Linked DNA regions of Ovis aries: region 2 is linked to region 1. A link is a contact called in public Hi-C data. All regions are on one chromosome and are shown on one strand. The core of a region is the stretch at or near the end of the contact, and the rest is flanking DNA. Distances in the headings are between cores, read along the strand shown. Region 1 holds the start of FCSK (fucose kinase). Region 2 overlaps ST3GAL2 (ST3 beta-galactoside alpha-2,3-sialyltransferase 2).

Region 1 (6,096 bases), core at 3,182-5,681:
CGCTTCTGAATGTGCACAATGGACGCCTTGCACACAAAGGAAGACGCCCTCTAAAGTCCCGTCCAACCCCAAGAATCAACGGCTCCGTCCTTCTGTGCGGGCCCTGCCCGGCGTTCTACTAACCATGTGCAGGATGAGGATCCAGGCCGAGTGCAGCACATCTGACGTGACCACCTATCAGCAGTGGGAGAGCCCTGTTGACGGAGGTCTGGACCGATGGCAGCCGAGGATGGCAGCCTCCCCTCCAGGGAGAAACCGCAGCACCAGCCCACACAGGCAGCAAAGGAATAACAGCTCAGAAGAATGGCCACAGGCAGGCGCGAGACAGCCCTGGCCCCGCCAGGACGAGGGGACAAGGCGGCCCTGCGGCGCGGCCACCCCCGCCCCGCTTGTAGGGAAGCTTGCAGACAAGCGCGTGGGGCTGGCTGGCAGCCACACAGTGGTCCCCCGACTCGCTGGCGCCACTCCCAGTGCCAGGCTGCATCCACAGCTGCAGCCACCCTCCCTCCCTGTGCCAGGGCGCCATGCCGGCAGGGTGACGGACTGAAGTGACTGGGTGTGTGCGGGTGGTGGGCAGTGCCCTACCCTCGGGGGCCACTGCATCCCAGCTCCAGCAAACCACTGCCACGTGGGAAGGAGAGCCCAGGGTGGCAAGATGAAGTTTTTCAAGTGCAGCCAGAAAGCCTAATTCTGACACTGGCTCTGAACCACTGCCAAAGGCTGGCCCTGCGTTCTGCCCTCACCCGGGTGAGTCTGTGCAATCTACAGATGCGAGCATGATGCTGACCCTGAACGGGGCAGGGCAGTGGGGCCTGAGGAGCGGGGAGCAGGGAAAGCTCTGCTTGAAGCCCCCACCCCGCTGTGCCAAGGAGGGGACGTCAGGACCACTCACGGTGAAGCCTGCGCGGGCACTCAGGTGCTCAGAAGCCACCAGCAGGGCGTTGAGGGTGGCTCCTCCACTGCCCACGTGAACCTCAGGGTCCTCCACAGCCAGCAGCAGCGTCCCAGCAGGGATCTGTTCTCGCTTCTGCCGTATTTCCAGCTCTACGGTCAGAACATGGCTGGGACCTGCCCCCCAGCGCCCCAGCCCCCAGTCCCGAGCACCTAGAGCAAACCTCCATTATTTTCTCTTCTTTGACTTAGCACCTTTTCATCTAGTAGCTCATTAGATCTTTTCCCAACTCAGTGAGGTAAGGACAGTTACTCCCACTTCACAGATGAGAAAACCAAGTCTCAGTGAACTGACATGTATCTGAGGTCACACGGCAAGGAAGAAGCAGAATCTGGGTTTGAACCTGGGACTGCCTGGCTCCTGGGGCTCCAGGGATATGTGGCAAGGAACAGGTAGTGGGTTCTACACCAGGGGCAGCATGCACAAGGAGGGTCAACTACCTCTCTGGAAGACCTCAACGCTGTCCTTGTACTGACACGTCAGAATGATGACCGTCCAATCAACCCCCTTCGGCTGCTCCATTCTGGCCAAAGTTGAAGGGTTTTCTGGGCAGAGATACAGAGATATGTGAATGTGTTTAAATTATCATATCCTGAAATTGATGTTTCTGGTTATAAATATTTTTCTGAATTTTAGCACACATATAGGTTCTTGGGGTCACTACCACCATCTGCATCTCAAAGAACTACACCTCAACCCTGTACAGTCACACCCTCCTCCATGCGTCCCCTCTGCCAACCAGCCATCCGTTCTCCAGAGCTACAGCTGGAATGTACTCTTCTGAGACTGGCTTCTGTCACTCAACACAGCGCCTCTGAGATCCATCTGAGTTGGCTAAGCATAGCCGTAGCTCTTCATCTTTGCCTTTATCAGTTTGGGTACATGAGATTTCCTCAGGAGAGGAAGAAAGGGGAGGGGGTGGCGTTGACAGCGGGCCTCCGCTTAAAGCACAGGGCCATCCTTTCTGTACCGCAGGCCCCTCATCACCCAATCGCTGGCTCTGAGCTGAGGCTGGGGAGGGAGGCTCTATGTCCAGGCTCCTGAGGGTGCGGGCAATTCCCTTCAAAGAGGCAAGCTCTGGGAGGGGACCTCCCCTCTCAGAGACTCCAAGCCAGATGGGGCTACAACCCCACCTGTCAGTCACCTTCCTCCAGAGCACTCTGAGCAGTGGGGGGAAGGTGAGGCCAAAGCCACAGCTTCACCCACTCCTATCCCCCCAACGCTCCTGCCCTGCCACGTAAGAAAACGGTCTGACTGCCGAGGCTCGGCCTCCTCAGGACCTCCATAGCAGGTCCTTAGGAGTGTGCTGCCAGTGGTGGTCCCACACAGCAGCCCCCAAAGCTCAGCATGGCGAGGGCCAGTGGGGCGAGCTGCGTGATCCCCCAGAGGTGCCCTGAGCACACCTCCATTCACAGTCCACCCGCATTCCAGTCGGAGCCAGCAGGAACCTGAGCCTCAGTCCATTTCTTCCTGTGTCAGACTCTGCTGCCACAAGCCGTGGTGCAGGCTGACAGATACTGCCACTTAGCAACACCCACACTCCCACGAGCTTCCAGAGAAAGCCTCCACCACTAACAGAAACTGCTCGGCTCCCCACTCAGCTCAGGAGGGGAATCCAGAGGGAAATCCGAGCAGATCTTGGCCAGGGGTCTGAGGTCAGAGGCATTCCCTAGTTACCCATGAGGCCTTCCCAGTCAAGGGTGTGGCTGGGGATTCCGGGCTGGCCACCCACTCCCTGTGTGACCTTTGGCACCCCCTAACCAGCTCTGGCCTCCGGTGGTAGGAAGCATAATTGCGGATGCCCCCCATCTCGTTCACATGGAGGCCCGGCGACCCATCAACCAACAACTGGAAGAAGACAGACCCGCTCAGACAAGATGGGGATCCCCTGGGAGGCCTCCTTGGTGCCAGAATACCCCATTCAACCCAACAGAAGCTGTCTCAGAACCACACTGCAGTCTGACAGCTTCTGGGCATACCTCCTGCCTTCCTTCCAGAGTTCTGTCACAGGAAGTGGGCCTGGTATGCAAACAGACAGCTCTCCCAGCTTCCTCCAGGTCCCTCCCCTTCCTCCCTCCCCCAATAAATCTCTTGCAAATTTAATCTCATCCTGTTGCCTGCTTTCCTGAGGACCTGAACCAATATGGCAAGTACATCATTTTCCTATCGGCACCATCAAAGGAAAAATCACTCTAAGAACCTCTAAATATCTGGGAAGTACTCTCTTGATCCTTAAAGATGAAGAAACTGAGACACAGAGAGATTGACTCGCCCGAGGTCACACAGCTAGCAAGCGGTAGAGCCAAATCTGAACCCAGATACCTTTTTTCCAAAGTCCATTCTCTTTACCATTACACCAAACCTACTTTGTAGGACTGAGAATAGGCAAAAGTACTAAATAGATGCAAAGCGCCCAGTACAAGGTGACAGCGAATTGAGGATGGCATTAAAGATGACAGCTGTTAGAGTCAGCTCACCCACTCACCCTGACCCATGGTTAAGACACTGATTTTCCATCCTCACAACACCACTGCCAGGGAAGTATTCTGTCCAGTTCACAAATGTTAGTTGATACTGCAGTCATGACTAGGGCCTGGGTCGCTCAGATTCTCATTTAGGTAATGGGGATAATGAAGGTCATACAGCTTGTACAGACAGGTCAGGTGTGTCCAGCTCCAAAATTCATGTCCTTATGCACCCTGCAGAAACAAGCCCTCTCTCCTGGAGTCTACGCCCTCTGTCATACTTAACATTTCTTTAGGAGATCTTAGATACTAAGGCCTCTATTCCAACATTCTGCACACTTCCAATAGAACTTCACCCACTGAGGTCAAGTTGAAAAGGTTTTTAATGCCCTCAGCCACATGCTGCCCAAAATTAGGATAGGGAAGGGGAGTCAGGGACAGAATAAAATAAGGCCTCTTCATACTTGCTTCCTGAAGAGAAGTAGGGCAGTGATTTTGCATTTTAAAGGGGAAAAACTAGTTTCCCGGAGGGATCTGATTTGCTTTCTGGGGAAAAAGGAAGGGAGAAGGAAGGTGATTGGAAGTAGAGATCACACTGCAAATCACACAAAGGAAACATAGTTGAGATGAGCGGATAATGACGAGACCCGACGGGGTAAAATGAGGCACGGAAAGTGACCTCAAAGGGAAAGTCACCAGCCCGGCACCCAGCGGCCCAGCCGCCTGGAGTCCCTGTCCCGGGCGTCCCCAAGTCCCAGAGCTCCTGTAAGAAGACCTGGGCCAACGGGATGAGGGGCCTGCAGGCACCCTACGGCAAGCGGGCGCTCGGGGGCGCCGGCAGACTTCGAAGCGACTCTTCCCTGTAAGGAAACGGGCAGCCAGTGGCCCAGCTCAGTCCTGAGGGCCCAAGAGGCGGGCAGGGGTCGGCGAAACGGCTGGGGGCACCGGCGCGGCGCCGGGTCCGCGCGCACCCACGTACCTGCCTGCGCCCGGCGCCCCGCGCCGCCAGCTCTCTAAGGCGGGGCGGCGCATGCCTCGCTGCGCGTCCTGGGAAGTGTAGTTTCAGCGCTCTCCCCGCCCGGGGTGGTCCCTCCCGATTCCCAGCTCCAGGCGACTTCGCGGGTCCTCAGACAGGGTCCGAGCCACGCCTTCCTAAAGAGCAGTGAGCCGCCCCTTCGATTCGGGGTGTGGAGCGGAGACGGCGGCTCCGCGGGGCAGCAAAACTACAACTCCCAGAGGAGCCAGGGCGGCTCCAAGACAGAACGCGTTTCCTGGGGCTCGAGTTCCAGGCTTGGGGTGTATGCATTTGTTTAACCCCGGGGCCGGGGAGTCCTGCGGAGGCGGCAGAACGGGCCGCTTCTCTGCTCCGCAGAGGCAGAAATCAAACCCGGAGAAAAAACCCACAGGCGTTGTCCCAGCGTAAGCGATCACCGTCCGATTGGCAATTGACCAGGCTTGCACGGGTTCGTCACGTGGGTCCTTCCGGTAGAAACGTCACAACGCTAGTGAGAAGATGTGTGGCTCTTTTGGAAAAGTTATGAATGGCAGCATTGTTTGTAATCCCGGAAAAGTGGAAACGCGCGCGCGCTCAGGGTACTGAAAAAATAAATTAGGCACAGCCATACAACGGAATACTATGCAACAGAGATAATTGGCTAGGTTGACATATGCAACAGGGAAAAATGTTCAAGACATTTTGTTAAAGAACATTATGTATGGGAAGCTACTCATGTCAGAAATAATGCCTGTGGACATAATAGTACACCTGGACAGGAACAGGACTGGAAGGAGCGCACCCGGAGGAGGATACTGCCAGGAATGGGCAGGGGCAGGGAGGCCTTGAACTTCATTTGCACTACTTGAATTTTTCTTATGAGAATGTACTTTACAAAACTGCTGTCATTAATAGGGAGCCTGGGAGGCCCAAGCAGTGAGTTTCAGAAAAAATGTGACATTCCACTCACTTTTTGTAACCTTGGCCAGTCACGTGGCTATTCTGTGTCACATACTCTTTATCTGTGAAATGGGGTAATAATTGTATCAAATGCCTGAGATTATTATGAGGATAAGATAAATTCTTGACTCCATAGTAAATGCTCCAAAATTACTAACCCTTGTTATGAGTATTGCTGTTATTCCCGCGTGGCCCCCTTAAAGCTGAATCAGTGGTTTATTCCTTGTTGTATCCTCAGTCACCGGAACATGCCTGGAACATGCCTGGGACATCGTCCGTGGTTAAAACAATGTGTTGAATGATGGAATGAATAAAGAGCAATCCCGTGCTCGGCTCCCACTCCCCCACTTCCTCCCCCAAACCTCTCTCCATCCCCCTTTCTCCCCCTGGAGTCACCCCCTCTCTTCACTTGGCCCAGGTCTCCTTCTTCCTGCACTTCAGCACCCACTCCTCCTCCTGTGAACCAGGAAGCCTCCAGGAGAGCTGTTCCTAGCAATGCAGACCCTGCTCTGCAGTGGAGGAGAAGGAAGGGGTGCCTGCAGCTGCAGCCCTGGGGGTGGCTCAAGGGAAACAGTGTTCCTGCTCAGAGGCCAAAGGCTTCCCCCCACATCCTAGGGCAGGCAGGCTCGCTGGGTCGGGCTCCAAGGCCACTAGTAAAGATATTCACAGAGGTTTTTATAATGAGATCAAGTCCTCAGTGCAGCCTGTCAGCAGCAGACACAAAA
Region 2 (6,177 bases), core at 1,296-3,795, 50 kb after region 1:
CCTTGACTAGACGGACCTTTGTTGGCAAAGTAATGTCTCTGCTTTTGGATATAATGTCTAGAATAGGAGCTTCCTAAACCTGGCTTTTGCAGGTGCTCATTTTGTGGCTCTAGGGAGATCACTTTCCATCCTTGTTGAAGTGTCAAAGTGTTAGTTGCTGAGTCGTGTCTGACTTTTTACGATCCTATGGACTGTAGCCTGCCCGGCTCTTCTGTCCATTGGATTCTCCAGGCAAAAATAGGGGAGTGGGTTGCTATTTCCTTCTCCAGGGGCTCTTCCCGACCCAGGGATCAAACCCCGCTCTCCTGCATCGCAGGCAGTCTTTACTGTCTGAGCCACCTCTGGCTCATAGTGAGGATGGCGGGCAGCTCTTAGTCTGTCTGCAGGGGGAGGGAGGAGCCCTCCTTTGTTCCCCCTTTGGTTGAGGGGGCGTCTCCTTCCACCTGCTCTGTCCCCTCTGAGCCTCAGGGGCGGGGCTGGGGGAGAGCTTGTGTGCATGTGGGATCTGTCTGCATGTTATTTTTCCTCTCTGATTTCAGAGTCATGCTGCGGCAGCCTGGTGCCTGACAAGTGAGGGGAACCTGCCAGGGGATTACTGCTCGCTCAGGGCAGGACCGAGGCCTCGGGAGCGGGGATGGGCAGGGCAGCCTCCAAGCCTGGGCCAGCAGCACCAAGACGGAGGCCTGGGCCCCGGCCTGGAGCTCGACACGTGCCCACTCGGTTGCCCCAGGTGGCACTCAAAGCAGCACTCTTCTGAGAAACGGGTGATCGCCGGCCCCAAAGACCACACAGCAGGAGCTGGAGCTCAGCCACCCCTACACAACTAGGACTATCAGGAGAAGGGACTGGCGCCTCGGGGGACGCAGGAAGGCAGAACCGAACGGCAGGAGGACCTTGTCCCTGAAGAGTTTACCGGCGCCCGCAGAGATTCCTGAGCCTCTTCTCTCCAGATTGGGCTCAGTTCCTTTCTCTCCCCCGGCAGAGGCATTGGGCCCAGAGAGGGGAAGACTTCATGACGTTCCGGCTGCTGGAAGCCCACGTGCTCTCTGCTGTGACTGGGGTTCAAGGGCTTCCCTGCTGCGGGGGACGAGGGGCCGCCTCAGCATCTGCTCATGAACCACAAGGACCCCGAATGCTGCAGACTGGATCGTTTCAAGCCGCCAAAGAGGGGGACCCCCAGAGCTGGCAGCCAGCAACCCCAAGGGACTAGAGGGCTGGGATGGACTGACCTCTTTGCCGGGGCTCCGGAAGCAGCAGAGCCTCTGTGGCCCAGCTAGTGGCAGACGGAGCTGATGAAGCCGTGAGTGGGGCCGGCGGCCGGGACAGGAGCCACTGCCGCCGCCAGACGTTTCTGGCACCGAGGGCGCATGTGCGGGCCCCTGCCGCGGTCCCTGCTCGGCGCCCGCCCGCATGTCCTTTGCACGTGGTGCCAGAGCACGCGGGCTGCGCTGTAGCTGGCCTGCTGGCGGGCTGGGGAAGCAGTGGCCGTGGTGAGGCCCGCCTGCCGCCGGCCTGAGAGCCCAGCTCCCGGGGCGCACACCATGAAGTGCTCGCTGCGGGTGTGGTTCCTCTCCATGGCCTTCCTGCTGGCGTTCGTCATGTCGCTGCTCTTCACCTGCTCCCACCACAGCACGGCCACCCTGCCCTACCTGGACTCGGGCGCCCTGGACGGGGCTCCCCGGGTGAAGCTGGTGCCGGGCTACGCCGGCCTGCAGCGCCTCAGCAAGGAGGGGCCGGCCGGCAAGACCTGCGCCTGTCGCCGCTGCATGGGCGACACCGGTGCCTCCGAGTGGTTCGACAGCCACTTCAACAGCAACATCTCCCCCGTCTGGACTCGGGAGAACATGGACCTGCCCCCCGACGTCCAGAGGTGGTGGATGGTGAGAAAGCCCTGGCCTTTGCTGCCCCTCTCTGGGGTCTGTCCCCTCTGTTTAGGAGACCCCCTGAGAGCCCCCTCTGGGATTTGGGCCGTCTGTCTCCCGGCACCCTTTGTACCCTTCACTGGACCAGCACAGAGTGTAAAGGGTAGAGCAAGCTTTGGCTGGCAAGGGGAGAGAACTCACATTTCCTCGCGCCTGTAGAGGCCAGACAGAGACCAGAAATGCCTGCCGGGTCAAGGAGGTGAAATAAACAGGAGGCAGGTCCCCGGGGAGAAGATGCTGAGACCTGAGGCCCGTGGCAGCAGCAAGGCCTGCCCTTCAGAAAGCAGGTGGCAGCTCAGCTCCAGTGCTTGTTGCCGCGCTGGCCGCTTCCTTGTTTGGAAATGTTTGCCCCAGATAATTAGAAACACTGTTCCATTCAGTCGGTTCTCTCCGCTTGCTAGAAAAGGCTTTCTTCAGGGTTAGGATAAGAAAGTGGCGTCGGGTCCTTTGGGGGCTGAGGTAAGGGAGGAGAGGAAGGCACTCTTCTGGACCCTGTCACCTCTTTGCTGCTTCGGCTCCCTCCCCTCCTCCCGTCGTCTCTGGCACATTGCTCCACAGGCTCCACCAGGGCCATCTGGTCGCCACACATGTCAGCAGTGGCTCCGTGTCAGTCCTTACCCAGGGCCCCGCAGGCTGCCAGCGCTCCCTGCTGAGGGACTGGGGAGCCACTGCATGCTCCCTGGTCTCCCCAGCTGGCAAATGGGGAGGGTGATAACTCTCCCTCTTTCTCACATTCAGGGCAACTGTGAGAATGAGCTCGTGCAATCAGGCCTATCAGAGCCACTCACAGATCCTGCCCCTGGCCCAGCCTGTCAGAGCCCCCGAGGAGGGGGAGTCTACAGGACAGGACCTACCAAGAGCCACACCGGCCCTTCCCGTGGCAACATGGAGCCCTCGAAGGGTCCTGCCTGTTCCTCATAGTCACATCCTTCATTTTATGGGGAAATCCAGGTTCAGAGAGTGCGCAGGGCTTGCCCAAGGGCATTGGTCTCAGAGGTGGCCATGATGGACCGTAGCCGTCCTTGGGCAGTGACGGAGAGGCTGACCAGGTCCCCCTGCCCACAGGGATGAAACTCAGAGCTGTCCAAGCCCTAGAAGCCCCTTCCCTGCTGCTCCCCACAGTCACCCCCCTTCTGCTGTGAACTTAGAAACTCGTGTTTCAGAGCTAAGCTTCCTCTCCACACTGAGTCCCTGTTCTTGTGCTTGGGGGCCCTTGCTGTGCTCAGGGAAGCAGGCCCGCCATCCCCTTCCTGCTTTCCCTTCCCCCGACCAGCTCCTACACAGCCGCAAACCTGCAGCGTTATGGCTCAGACCACGGCATGTTACAGCCCTTAGAGGCGGTGGCCGGGGGGCTGAGTCCAGCTCAGTGTTCTAAAACTGTTTGCCTTAATTGCCATCGTTTAGAAATCAGATTATTTCACATGAGATCTGTATTTTCAGCTTTTCTTGAAAAACTAGAAAATCTGGTCCCTCTCACAGTCCCACAAGGCAACAATTGGCTGAAGTCACCCCTTTTTGATGGCGGTTCCTGTTTGCTATAGGCCCCACCTGCCTCTTCACTGCTGTGTGTTACCTGTCTGGCACCGTGGCGTTTAAGCGCTGCCCTGGCCTCATTTTACAATCTTCAAAATCACTGGTGGCGAGAGGGGCGAGGGACCAGTTTCTTTCCAGCTCTTGACTCTGAGGAATATCTATGCTCTCTTAAGAGCCTTTTCCCCAGGGCTGAGGACTCCAGGTCTCTCCTGGATCTCGCCTGGAGCTTCGGGCTGAGTCCCAGGGGCGCCCCCTGCAGGCTGACTGTGAATGAGTCCCTGAAGCTCCCCTGAGACTTTCCTCATTAACTGCATTCAGAACGACTCTAGAGCAGCTGCCTGGAGAGGACCGCAGAGCAGGGGCCTCTCTACTTTGTGGCACAGGCCTGCAGACCGCTGAAGAACAGGCTGAATAGCGCGTTGACCCCTGAGTCCGGCCAATATTGCAGAGCTGCTCCTGAGAGTCTGGACACCGCTGTGTTGTTGAATGACAGGAGGATCCTCACTGCTCAGGGAGGATTCCCGCCCCACGATAGTAGGAGACCTGCGCAGCTTGGACCCTGGAGGCTGAGGGGAGCAAGCAGGAGTTGCCTCCTGCTCACTCCACCCTCCCTGCACCCCTCTTTCTGTTTTCTCCCTCTCCTCCACAGATGCTGCAGCCGCAGTTCAAGTCACACAACACCAACGAGGTGCTGGAGAAGCTGTTCCAGATAGTGCCAGGCGAGAATCCCTACCGGTTCCGGGACCCCCGCCAGTGCCGGCGCTGCGCCGTGGTGGGCAACTCGGGCAACCTGCGGGGCTCTGGCTATGGGCCTGACGTGGACGGGCACAACTTCATCATGAGGTGAGTCCCAGGGACCCCACAGCTGGATACGGGACAAGCCTCCAGGAGGGGCGCTGGCCTCCTTGGCCTTGCCCAGCTGTGGGAGGAATTGCCAGCTGCTGGGGGTCCTGGAGGACCCTGATTCCCAGAATCTTCCATGACAAGCTCACGTGTCTTGCTTTTGTTTCTGAGGTGAATTAATTGTTGTTCAGTCTCTCAGTCATGTTCGATTCCTTGTGACCCCATGGACTGCAGCATGCCAGGTTTCCCCCTCTTCCACCATCTCCTAGAGCCTGTTCAAACTCAGGCCCATTGCGTTGGTGATGCCATCCAACCATCTTGTCCTCTGTGGATGAAGAGACACAATTCCCATTCTAAACTTTGCTTGAGGCCTGTACTCAGCTTCCAACTCTGAATACCTCTGGAGAGAGCTAAAATCAGACTCCTGGCTCAGGTCTTATGAAAACTGCCACCAGAGGTCCTTTCACCCGTCTGGTCCCCTTAGCTGTTGGGCCAGGAGTGTGGGCCCCAAACAACTGTGGGTGATCCCTCTGGCAGACTGACAGAAGAGGGGTGTCCTGGGCAGAAAAAGGAGCTGTTGTTGCCTGCTCTGGGCCCTCATCCCTGACCCTTTACCTTTTTGCATTTAGACTGTACAAGGGCTCATTCCCTCCACAGACATCTGAGCTCAGCCTTGAGGAGAAGAGAAGGGTTGGGAGGCCATGCATTCCAGACAAAGACACAGAGCAGGGAGCCTGGGCAGGAGAGCAGGGACTAGAGGCGGACTTGTGACCCGGATACAGGCTACTGTGCTGCCCCTGAACTTCTGTGTTCTCCGCCTTCCCCCCGAGACGTGGGGGCAGGAAATGCCGCGTGGGGGATCCTGCCCTCTCACTCCTGGGTGGAGGGAGAACCCTGAGAATAAAGATTCTGGAAATGCCAGTTTTCAGTAAGCATCTCTTAGGATGAGCATTGAGAAAGACCAGATTTCACAGGAGGCGGAAGGAAGGGCTTTGTCTTAGAAACTGTTGCTGTCTCCATAGCAACACCAAAGCAGCAATATGTCTCTGAGGCTTTCCACAGTCCTTGCAAAACCTTGCTCATGTTAAGAGCGTTGGGGGTTGGGGAGAGAGGGGAATGCTAGAAGTGGGAGAGAGAGAGGGAGACAGGGATGCCAAGAGCGGTGGGGGTGGAAGAGAGGGGGGATGCTAAGAGTGGGGGGAGAGAGAGAGGGGATGCTAACAGTGGGGGGGAAATAAAGGGGGATGCTAAGAAATAAGAGTGGGGAGGAGAGAGGGGGTGATGCTAAGGGTGGGGAAGAGGGGGGATGTTAAGAGTGGGGGAGGGAGGGATGCTAAGAGTAGGGGGAGAGAGGAAAGGGGATGCTAAGATGGGGAAGAGAGGGGGATACTAAGGGGGGAGAGAAAAAGGGGGGATGCTAAGAGTGGGGAGAGAAAAAGGGGGATGCTAAGAGTGGTGTGGGAGAGGGGGGATGCTAAGAGGGGGGAGAGAGGGGATGCTAAGAGTGGGAGAAGATAAAAAGGGGGGATGCTAAGAGTTGGGGGAGAGGAGGGATGCTAAGAGTGGGGAGAGAAAAGGGGGGATGCTAAGGGGGGGAGAGAAAAAGGGATGCTAAGAGTAGGGGAGAGAAGGGAATGTTAAGAGATGGGGGGGATGCTAAGAGTAGGGGGAGAGGGGAGATGCTAAGAGTAGGGAGAGGGGGAATGCTAAGGGCGGGGACAGATGCTAAGAGTGGAGGGGAGAGGGGGCTGCTAATTCAAATCCAGGCCCCTGGAGCCACCTGAGATCCTCCCCATCTTCTGGCTGCTAACACCCAGATAGCAAGAGAGGCAGGCTGGGAGCCGGAGGGGACCTCTCCCCCTCAGACGGTGGCTGAGAT

What was found. Hi-C and Micro-C count contacts between places; a contact is called where the count stands out from the background.
Region 2: a Hi-C map of hypothalamus shows a contact between it and region 1, with 2.8 times the contacts expected there. The contact joins the enhancer-like site here to the promoter of FCSK in region 1. A contact is called at or near these places in 11 of 16 Hi-C or Micro-C datasets (blood, hypothalamus, liver and 6 more).

What each region holds. Positions count from the first base shown.
Region 1 is chr14:1,153,062-1,159,157 of ARS-UI_Ramb_v3.0, forward strand. FCSK (fucose kinase) reads right to left here and starts at 4,432. Exons shown (of 24, transcript XM_060398216.1): 1 at 4,397-4,432; 2 at 1,393-1,497; 3 at 893-1,044; 4 at 124-174. The coding sequence starts at 1,474.
Region 2 is chr14:1,204,731-1,210,907 of ARS-UI_Ramb_v3.0, forward strand. It overlaps ST3GAL2 (ST3 beta-galactoside alpha-2,3-sialyltransferase 2), which reads left to right. Exons shown (of 7, transcript XM_060398225.1): 2 at 540-1,880; 3 at 4,105-4,298. The coding sequence starts at 1,542. Among named protein-coding and RNA genes, the nearest start is that of ST3GAL2, 36 kb to the left of the region's middle. Within about 2 kb of position 2,546, at least 5 of the 54 cell types and tissues checked have an H3K27ac peak or open chromatin away from gene starts, as enhancers often do. A contact at or near this core is called in hypothalamus, where this site is marked.